Regions from separate parts of the Arachis hypogaea genome. Here region 1 is linked to region 2. The links are chromatin contacts, called in public Hi-C maps. All regions are on one chromosome and are shown on one strand. Each heading gives the region's core, a stretch centred on a gene start, on an enhancer-like site or on the middle of the called end of the contact. The rest is flanking DNA. Distances are from core to core; before and after follow the strand shown. Region 1 has its middle 19 kb from the start of LOC112760920. Region 2 holds the start of LOC112754202.

Region 1 (5,518 bases), core at 27-2,526, 120 kb after region 2:
ATGCATATTAACAGTAGTAAGATTTTTTTATTTAATATTAAAATAATATATATTGATATCGAAAAATTAATAGTAAAATATAAAAATAATTGTTAACAAAAATTTTGATAAAATCACAATTTAATAATTAAAAAATTATTGAAGGGCAGGTATCTTAGAAAAAAATAATTTAATTACTAATTTTTTTAAAAATATTTTGGTAAAAATACAATTTAATCAATAAAAAAATAATTTATTAAAGGGTATTTTGATAAGCAAAATTTAATGATAAAAAATAAAATTTTTACTAATGGGTATTTTCTCAAAAAATAATTTATTTTTTCTTAAAAAATGGATAAAGTTAATATTAGTTAACACAAAAAATTTAAAATGAATTAAAGAGGGGGTTTCTTAAAAGTTAGAAGGGAGGATAATGTACATTTATAAAATAGAGGAGAGAGAAGTGTCATTTTAGCATCTCGCAAAAGAGGAGGAATGGAATTTTCTCTATTATTAATTCTATTCCATTAGCTTTCATGTGTTTTAGCTAATTAAAGCCTTAAAAGGAGAGGTCTTATTAAATGATTATTAAAAATACATTGAAAAAATTTAAGTATTGACAAAAAACAAATTTAAAATATGAAAGTAATAATCAAAATATTATTAAAATTATGTCTAAATTAAAGATCTGATTTTCACACCATTTTTTGTAAATATACTTAAAAAAATGAAATTTTTATTTTTATAGGCCAAGTGATTTTTCGTTTGGCAGTTTAATTTCTACAAATAGCTGAAAATGTGACCCAAAAACTTTCAATCAATTGTATAGATTGTTAAATCAAAGCATTATATTTAAAAACAATCCTAAAAGTTTTGTACCTACAAAGACAATACCTGCAAGTACTCTATGAATATATATATTTTCAGCTTATAATTATTTAACCAAACTTATAGTAAGTTTTAGACAAATCCATTTGCATCCTTATTTATTAAAAGATATGCAAATTTAAATTTTTTTAACAAAATAGAATAATATGGTAAATAAAATATGTCACGATTATTAAACTTGTCTAACAAAAATCGGTTTGAAATTCTCTTGAGATATTACTCTATTTTACATGTAATGTAATATTAATTTGTTCATGTTAAATACCATGACTCAAAAAGAAATTATATTCCATTCGTGTATATTTTTACCGTGAGTCGCTGAGACATATCAATATGGTGACCCTTCATCCACTAGTTATATGCATATTATGCTGCATAATACTAGGCCTTTTTTTTTTTTCCTTTCGCAAACACAGATTTTTGTTCCGCTTGTTGGCCAACAAAATACTGAAATAGTATTGGTTTAGTGGTTAGTCTAGCCGCTTAAGTAAGTGATACGAGTCGAATCCCTTATGTATATGCAGCAATATATTGGTCAATGACAAATTTTAAATAGAACTCCAACTTACAATAGATTAATTCTTAGCATATCGGATTAAAAATATGGTGGACAAAAACAAATAGTAATCATGTGTACGGTTAAATAACTCTTGATTGATATACTGTGTTAATAACTTAATATGAATACCTGGTGGGTAGAAACACGGGCCTTGTACTCTCAAATATTGGGCCTATGTCTACTTTTGTTTATGCACAACAAAATTAATATTTGGCCCCTTGACGGAAAAAAAAAATATTTGACCAGCATTTTCAATTGTTTATTCAACTCTTTTGTTCTAATAACCTTCTACTCAAACTCAAGGTTCTCCAAATTGAATCGACATCGAACCATTTTATCTCATGATTTATTAATTTAGAGGTTTAACTAATTGAATTGTGGTTCAAATAAAATAGCTTAAATGATAACACAATAATATATAAAATTATAAATAAATATACCAAAAATAAATATTTTATAATACAAATCTTAAAAATATAGAAGCTAAAAATATAATATCAATCAAAGTCTTATATATGTAAATACAATACAATAATAAAATTAAAAAAAAGAAATAATCAAATATCAAAAATAAATATTTTTATATACGCATAAAATCTATGATTTTATATATTATATGTTATAGAATGACAAAGAATAAATACACGAAAAAATATTTATCACTTTAATTGTATTTTAATTTTTAATTTTTTAAAAAAATATATTTTATATTATTTAATTTTTAATATATACATAATTTAAATTAAATGTATTATATTAACATCTTAAAGATAAATAAATTTATGATAAAAAATAAAATAACATAAATATTACTTTAATTGTATTTTAGTTTTTAAATTGTTTTCTTTTTTATTTAAAAACAGTGTGTTTTATATCTTTTAGTTTTTAATATATACTTAATTTAAATTAAATGTATTATATTACATCTCAAAGATAAATATATTTTATGATAAAAAATAAATAACATAAAATAACATAAATATTAAAAAATAATCCTATGATATGAAAATAGAAAAAGCTTGTTTGTTGGGTTTTTTTTTTTTTGGACTTAGTTTGTTGGGTTTATATTTAGTCCAATTACCCAAACACTTAGCAAAAATGTCCAAACCACTCATTAAACCTAATTCTGGACGGTGACGTTTGTGGTGGCATAAAAAAAGGTGGCTAAGAGTGGATAAAGCTTGACTGACCAATACCTGTTGGACACTTGATATTTGACAAGAAGTATAAATAAAATTTGGACATCAAAAAATTAGACTTGTGATATGAGCCCTAGATTTGGGCAAAAAATTGAATAAGGTAATATTAATAGGTCGAAAAAATTCGTAGAGTCAATAAAATTTGATGATAAATTATTTTTTTGTTACCCTAAATACTAAATAAATAATATTAGTCAATGAAAAATCAAAAGCAAGCTTACAATTCATGAGTGGAAAGAAAAAAAGAAAATTGAAGATCAAATTTATTCGAATAAATAGTAAAAATAAAAAGAAATTATTAAATTGATATTTGATATGAAATTTTTATAAAATGAAGTGGTTTATATTGAGATACAAACTTTGAATAAATTTTTGTCAATTATATATCAATATTGGAGTTTAGGCTTTAGGTTTTATTTGTATAAATTTTTTTTTGTTTATTCTAAAAATTGAAAAAACAAAAAGAGCAAACAAAATTATACTTTACAATTTTTAGAATAAACAAAATTATGTATTATCCTATTTTTGGTTTTCTTTTTATTTTAAAATAAACAAAAAATAAGACAACAAATCATTATACTTTACAATTTGCATAATAAACAAAATTATTTATTATCCTATTTTTGGTTTTTTTAATTTTAAAATAAACAAAAAAAATAAGATAATAAATCATTACACTTTACCATTTTAATTCTTGTATTGAAAAATTTGGATATCATTCTAATTACTTACCGTTTGAATGATTTTATTTCTTCAACTTATCACGGGACTACAAAGTACAAACTAATACGAATTATTTAAATTATTTGATAGTAAAAAATGTTAAGCAAAAAAATTATTTAAAAAAAATTGTTTTAAACAAATAAATCTAAAATAATTTTATTGTCAATTCATGTTATATTATTTAATTTTCAACAACTCAATATTAATACATTAAGAAAAACTTTTAATTAATACTAGTATAAAAAATAATTTTAATCAAAATTAGAACTAAACCCGAATAATTAGAGTATGCTATGTAAACTTAAACATTATGAATGTTTTTTAAGATAGCAAATATTAGAGACAAAAAGGGCGAGCCAGGGGAAAAAGAAAAAAAAAACCCTAGCAGAGAAAGAGTACGTACTCCGTACTCAGAGAGAATGAGAGAAGGAGAGAGCGGGAGAGAGCGTTTGAGGGTGAAACACGGTGAAGAAGATGGCCATGCCATCGAAAGAGATAAGGGGGAGAGTGTGGGAGGGTTTGCATCAGGTGTGAAGGAGGGATCAAGTAAGGGCGACCTTAGTTCCAGGGTGACTTCCAAGATTTCGTTCCGTGACAAGGTTATTGGTTCTACGGTAGCCACAGGGATAAATCGGGCTGAAGCTCTAGATGAGGATTCCATGGCAGTGGTCACTGGAAAACAAGGAGATCCTATGCCTCCAAGAGTTTGCTTCTCCGAAGAGGCTAGGAACATCCTTTCTCAACCATACAAGGAAGCAATTGTGATTAAGGTTCTTGGAAAAAACCTTAGTTACACGGCCATGTTTCATAAATTGAAAGGGGTATGGAGGATCACCGGTGGATATGAAATCTTGGATGTGGGTTTTGGGTACTTCCTCGTTAAATTTGATCGCATGGACGATCGAGAGAAGGTTTTACTAGGGGGGCCATGGATGATCTTCGGTCACTATATTGCGGTCAAGCCATGGACACCGAATTTTAAACCTTGTGAGGACACTTTCGGGGAGACTATGGTTTGGATTCGAATCTCTGGTTTGAGCATATGGTACTATCAGGATAAAGCCATGATGAGAATCGCTTCTGCTGTGGGAAGACCAGTCAAGGTGGATCTGGCTACTAAGTTGGCGGAAAGGGGAAAATTTGCTCGGGCTTGCGTGCAAATTAATCTTGGTTTGCCGGTGGTCCGGAGTGTGATTGTCGATGAGTTTGAATATAAGGTGGAGTATGAATGCTTACACCTTATTTGTGACAAGTGCAATTGTTTCGGGCATCCAGCAACTGACTGCAGAATGACCCTAATAGATTCGGAAAGGGTGGATCGAAAGGAAACATCAGTGACCGAGACGGCAGCCCGGGTGGTGCAGCCACAGGAAGCTTCAAAAGAGAAAATTTTTGAATTTGGATGCAATCCCAAAGAGTCAGTGATAGTTGCAGAAATTGGGGAGGAATTAGATGATACGTTGCATGGGAAGGAAGTGGGGTCCCAACATTTGGAAAATGAGACTGGCTGGACCAAAGTCAGCGGCAAAAGGAGAGGAAAATTGAGTCAATCAAACAAAGCCCAACAAACATCTAAAGATAAAATGCCGGTGCGCTCAAATCAGAAATTGGACCAGAACCGTGACTTTGGGCTACGTATGAGAGGAGCCGAATCAGGGGTGAAGACCGGGTCGGTTAGCAGATCTAAGGCACGCATGGCATCTTCCAAACAGCAAGGGGTGAAGGGCAAATCTGTCTCCGTTGCGGTGCCGACTTTCACTGCCATTATCAAAAACGGACACAAGAGGTTGCGCCCTTCTTCTTTGCAGAATTCGCCGTCGACTCCGGACTGCCTTGGCGACACCAGCAAGCAGCAAATCGGCAAATTGGAAGGGTTGTCAGTGGAGGGACACAGACAGACCGGGCAACAACCGAACAAGGACAAGCAAGGCTCAGGGGGATATGATGGTGGATCTTCATCATCTCGTTAGGGACTTCAGCTGAGGTTGGTCCTTTTTACAATACAAATTGTTTTATGGATTATTTAGATTTAAGCTTTCTATTTTGGAATATTAGAGGTGCCTCTAATAAATTGGCCCGGGTTCATAGTAAGGAGTTAGCGAATAAATTTCATCCTACTTTTTTCATTCTGTTTGAAACCCATATTGCTTTCGAGAGGATGAAATCTTTT
Region 2 (5,975 bases), core at 2,489-4,988:
GCAAATCTAGGCTACTCAAGCCATTGCTATCAACAGGACGTTGTCCACAATTAGAAGAAGATAGCCTTTTAGCCCTCCCTGCCCTCTCTAATCTTCCATCAGCAAGCAAATATGCTGGTTTAAATTTATCGGATGAATCACTGGTGGATAATAATGAATTGGGAACAGTGTCATATATGCTCCCAATCGAAGTATAACTGCACAACCAAAAAACGTAATAGTCACACCAAATTTCTATGAATGAACATAAACAACTTAATGTGAATATGGTGGACCAGTAAGTTTATTTAGTTTCCTTAGGTCAAAGATCGAGCAAATTTATGAAACCATCCAATTATTCTCCATGTTGCTAATATGGGGGAAAGCAGGTTAAACAAAAAGGAAAAACTATGGCACACAGGTATATCAAATCCAACAAAGAAGGTCCAGCACATATACTGAATATTACCCTTGATCATAAAGGCTGCAATAGTTCACCTTGCAAGTTAAAAGGAAGGCCCATACATCTCTACATAAAAATACAAGGCAAGTCAATATCATAATGAAAGTAATATTATGACATTCTAAGAGCATCTACATAAACAATAAAGGAAAAGAACAAACAATATATATTTCCAAGTGATGTGCCAATAGTTAACGCAAAAGTTGAAGGAAGGTAATCAAATCATTTCCCTGATGTATCAAGCTACTTTAGAAGATGAATGATGACAGTTGTCAAAAATCTTCAGGATTCAGGAAAACATAGTTAAAATTAAAAAACTAACTGAGATTTAAAAATAAATAAATAAATACCCTTTGAAAAGTTCTGAATACTGAAAAGAAGGAAAATTATATAAAACAACTATTAAACTATGGCAACAAGCAAGTTTTCTTCCACCAAGTGGGATGAACTACATTGATTAAGCAACAGCATTAAAGATTTATGAAAAATTACATACTAGGCAAGAATTGACTAGAAATATTGTATGGCTGTATCCAAAAGGGAAAAGCTTAGATATGTAGATGAAAATGAGTGCTCAAAAAGAAGTTTGGAAATAGCTAAGACCTAAGAAGTGGTCCACCTATACTATAAGTGGTACTACTGCCCAAACAACCAATAGCCACAAAGTTTCATATCTAACTTCTATCTCTAGTACTACTGTTTCAGGAACAAATGCATTTCAGCCACCACTAATAAATAAGTATGTGAAGGTAGACACTTTCAGTGTGAATTTTATGATTAAATGAAAGGATTATTGGATAAGACGATAAGTTAGCACCAATCACACATGTGGTTATAAGAGAACCATGTTTTTCAGATCATTATTGTGTTCACTAATCTCAAATTAAAAGAAACTAAGCAGTAAAGAGAAACACTTTATAACAAAGGACCAAACCTGTATGACCAATCTAAAATGGGATTCACTCTCATAAAAGCTGGCCACCCAGGTGAACTAGGGGAGAATTGTTCCTGGCCAACCTGAAAGATTAGAGGGCACATATAAATAGAATATTCAATATTCCTATTTTCAGAAACCATGCTAATCAAATGTTAGTTTAAAGCATAAAAGATGCATTTTGGGATTAATGGTATTACTGACAATGTTACTCGACTACTGCATTGGGAACATTTTGAAGCTTTAACGGCATGTAATGTAATAAGCTACATTTAGAACATTGAAACTTATTATGTAACTAATTTTTTCCTCATAACGTATATCTATGATAAGTATAGACATCGCTTTTGATTAAGGATTGTATATGCAAAATTTTCTCTTTTGTAAATTGCTTCTAGATTTTGCTTTTAAAAAGTGTCAAGCATCTGAGTAAAATCTTATGACGTAGAATAACAGAATGGGCTTTCGCGTTTAGGAGTCAATAAATCAGAGAGAAAAAAAAAACAAGACAATTGAAAAAGGCCCTCTCATGGTGAAACAATAGGAATACCGCAGTAGGGTCTCCAATTCGAACTCCAAGGAAAATTGCTCGAATTGGCTTCTCCTTTAGCAAAGCCTCCAAACCAGATTTAAAATCTGTGCAAATGGTGTCAATTTGCAAACCATAGCTGCTCAAGAACAAATTATCAGAAAGAAGAAAATATCTCTTTTCCATGTTATCTACACTGCAATTACAATTCAAAGAATAATCAAAAGTATAAGGAAGAGAAAGCTTCACTAACGTGGCAGCTGTATCATAAGTGAATGAGTTAATTTCTGGGAAAGCACTAGGAGTCTCAAAATATATTGTTCTAATTGGAAAATCGTTCAGATCCCCATTGGCACTATTTTGTCCCCCTTTATGCAAAAAATAGCCCGCCCTAAGTAGATGTAACAAAACCTGCATGTCAAAGCTTATTGTCACATTAACAAGCTCATGAATACTGATGGATGATTAAAAAAAAAGAACTAAAATACACATGTTAAAACTTACCGTTGAATCCTTTCCACCATTGAAACTGAAAGCAACCTCTTCAATGCTGTATGAAGAAACACATTAATACATGCAGCACCAGTAAAATTACAATGATGAGATTGAAAATTAAGATCACCATTTTCTTTTATAGTTCAATACAGGCATGACCGATAAATCTCTTCGACTAACATAGACCTAGCAAAACCTTGTCCGCACACCATCAGCCATTGGTTACATTTTCATTAACACGGAAATTCCGGTGACTATCTTCAGGCAGCCAATCATTTCCAAAAAGGACAATACAACCGAGGAAGGAAATTCAATATTACCCAAGAATTTTGACAAAATAGATCCAACATGAATCAAACATCCATCCACATTGAGTGTATATTCATCTTTCTAGTTAAAACAACTACAAACCAACCAATAAATAAAATCCAATCCCAGACTCAAATCAAGCTCTCTAAGTCTAGGATAACAACCACCCAATAAATCAGCAAATCCCAGCTCATAGTCATAGAAATACTTACGAATACAAAGCCAAAGCTCTCTGAATAACATAGGTGGCGTTATTGTACTTGGTTTGAAGCCTTCTATCGCTACACTCCCTGATTGCTCTGTCGATCTCCATGGTGACCCGCAAACACAGAAACCTGAGAAAAGAAGGAAAACAGAACAATTGAACACAAAAATTACAGCAAATGAGACTCCAAAAAGATTACAAGTTGAAGCTGTTTGGTGAAAAGCAAACCAGGGTTTTCGTCAAAAAGAGATCTTCTCTTCCTTTCTTTCTTTTTCCCGCAAGTTCGAGATCAGCCTGCGGGGGAAGCTGAGGTGTCAATGAAAAGCAGTGTTCTTCGTTCTTGTGATTGAGAATTGAGAAGTGAACAATGATTATCCCCTTTTGGAATTTGGAATCAAAAGGGGTTTAGGGGAAAGAGAGATTTTTTTTTTTCTCTTCTTTTCTTTCCCTTTTGGAATTAAGAATTGGACATGGGAATTTGGATGGCGGAGGTTGTTTGTGTGAGCCACAAAACGGAAACTGAAATAACAAGAACGGTCCAACGTTTTGTTTTGTGTGCGAATTGTGATGTTATCATGTGTGTGCGGTTTTTGGGAATTTGAGCAAAGCACGTATGATATGAAATTAGGGAATATCCTTTTCAAGACATTCTAACTTCGAAGCAAATCATATATAAACTGCTTCCGTATTAGTCCCTCATAAGTCATAATTTGCACTTCTCACTTTCATTCTCTTTCACTAATCATAACGGAGAGAGATTCCGGATAATTTCTGTTCAAATTCAATTTCCTTTCTTTTCCCTAATGATTGGATTCAGTAATATATTTATGGCTTTGTTTTTTGTGGGAAAAGTATTATCCGAACCTTGATGGACCAGATGGAAAGATGCTATTTTAATGGCCAGAATTGCATCGGTACGAGATTCATTGGAAATTATGTATTTGATCCAAAGTTTGATAAAATTATAAACCGGTTCAACTTGGTTTGGTTTCATTTAACTCTTATGACTCGGTTTATTAGTTTTTTGGATGAAATGGGTTAACTTTTTTGTTCATTATGATATCTGGATCGTGGGCTACCATTATCCCCCCAAAAAAACGTGTGAAACAAGACCCAGACCCCAAAAAAGCACACATAATTATCATCGACGTTCTAATAGTCATCATTCGCATGGCGGTGATGAAATGGAGAGGAGATTTGGTGAGGTGAGGCATCGGCACGACGTCGGCCACTTAGGGAGAGCTCCGTAAGCCCATCGATGGAACTCGATGCCAATGAGAGGGTTCGAGGATGGGAGATTGAATGGTGGAGGTGTTTGACGGTCTAATACAGAGCGGCGACGGCACCTAGTGAGCGTTGCAGATCTTGGGAGACAGGACACAGCCGCTTTGAAGACACAGCGAAACTATGAGGATGCGGTCGCGTGAAACGGTGTTTCGAAGAAGAAGTTCGTAAGACAGCGGTAATGGAGGTGGAAACGAAGATACAAGACCCGCGTGGAGGAGAGGAACTTGTGTGGGGATGGGGAAGTTGTTGAATTCGGGTTGGATCATCGTAATGGACTTGGACTCCCGTCGAAAAAAAGGGCTGAATACTGTTCCACACGTTAATAATGTTATCCCAACCCTCCTGTACAACTGGTCAAGTAGCACTTCTATATAGACAATTGGACATGTACCTGGAAATTCTTGATGCAGATGCAAATGTTGTGATATTCAATCGCAACTGATTTCAAGATTAACCTTAATTTGGTATATGAGAAATATTTATCTGTCCTTATTAAGTCGTTGTATTTACACCAAAAGTTAAAAGACATAAAATGCACAGAATTAATAATGGAGCAACCAACTGAAGTAAAACAGTACTAGCAAGTGTAATGTAAGCATTGCTAATGGAATTCAGTTTGGGTGACCAAGCTGCGACGCAATAACAGGTCGCAGTAGAAGGCATGAACATTGTACGCAAACAACACCCCTGCGATATGTGGTTAATAGTAACTGTATCAAGAAACGTAGTACATTGTTTTCCCAGGAATGAGTACATCAGGTAATGAAATTCTCAAAAAGTGATACATAAAGATAATCCACAAAATACAAGTCTGGTTAACAACATAAGGATAGCAAGATTCAGGAGCTTGCAGCGTCGTTGCTCCATCGGACCTGCAGTACTGTGACTGGCTCAGTTGACATGACCTCAAAGATCCCACACCTCCGGGCTCGAATTTGCACAGGCTAGCAAAATGTGCCTAGCCTCCGGAGATGACCCCGAAGCTACCGTCTTGCTTGCCACTAAATTTGGTGTAGGTGGCCTCGACCTCAATGTGTCCGTGTGATAGGATGAGTGTGTGTCTCTGACCAGTGAAATGGCTCAAATGAGGGACATTTGGCTGATTATAGCATAGCAATAGATCATTAATAGAGAAAAAACTTATTGACGAAGACACGTACAAGAAAATGAATTGGTGCCTTACCAACAGGTGGGAGGACAAGACGCGGCTAGTGAGGTCCATGACAAGGAATGACCATTTGGTCTTGTGTATTTCAGCTATCACTTTCGCCTTGTGTGACGAAGGATTGTTGATACAGCGGGCACGCCGGTAAGTACCTTTTGCTTTGTATGGCGGTTCCTCGGATGGTCGGGGCTGGTATGTGTTTTCGCGACCACCGAAGTCGAAGATACGTACTTGGAATTCAAAGTTGCCCTTGTGTTTGAAAAGAAGCATGGAGTCTAAATTAATTCGGTACGTCTGGTAGAACTCTGGCCAACCACGGGTCAATGCGATGCTACCATTTTGCTGTTATTTCCAGAAGCACCGATGGCCGATACCTAGAGGTGGCAATATGTACCCTACCCACAGGTACCCAACCCGACCCCACCTGATCGGGTAGGGTTGCCAACCCGATCCGCAGCGGGTAGGGTAGGGTGCGGGTAGAGTTCTCGTGCGGGTCGGGTAGGGTGCGGGTTAAGCCTCAACCCTACCCGACCAACCCACACTCTATATATGTTTATGTTATATACTTATATAAAAATATGTTTTAAGTGGATGTTGAATCAAAGACCT

The links. A called contact is a pair of places that touch in the nucleus more often than the background predicts.
Region 1: a contact with region 2 is called in a Hi-C map of leaf, with 4 times the contacts expected there. The contact joins the enhancer-like site here to the promoter of LOC112754202 in region 2. A contact is called at or near these places in 2 of 8 Hi-C or Micro-C datasets (both in leaf).

The regions. Positions count from the first base shown.
Region 1 is chr16:49,995,260-50,000,777 of arahy.Tifrunner.gnm2.J5K5, forward strand. No RefSeq gene overlaps it. Among protein-coding and RNA genes, the nearest start is that of LOC112760920, 19 kb to the right of the region's middle. Within about 2 kb of position 1,277, at least 2 of the 3 cell types and tissues checked have open chromatin away from gene starts, as enhancers often do.
Region 2 is chr16:49,876,229-49,882,203 of arahy.Tifrunner.gnm2.J5K5, forward strand. It overlaps LOC112754202, which reads right to left and starts at 3,739. Exons shown (of 17, transcript XM_025801767.3): 1 at 3,143-3,739; 2 at 2,922-3,044; 3 at 2,410-2,455; 4 at 2,159-2,316; 5 at 1,927-2,044; 6 at 1,377-1,459; 7 at 449-508; 8 at 1-197. The coding sequence starts at 3,022.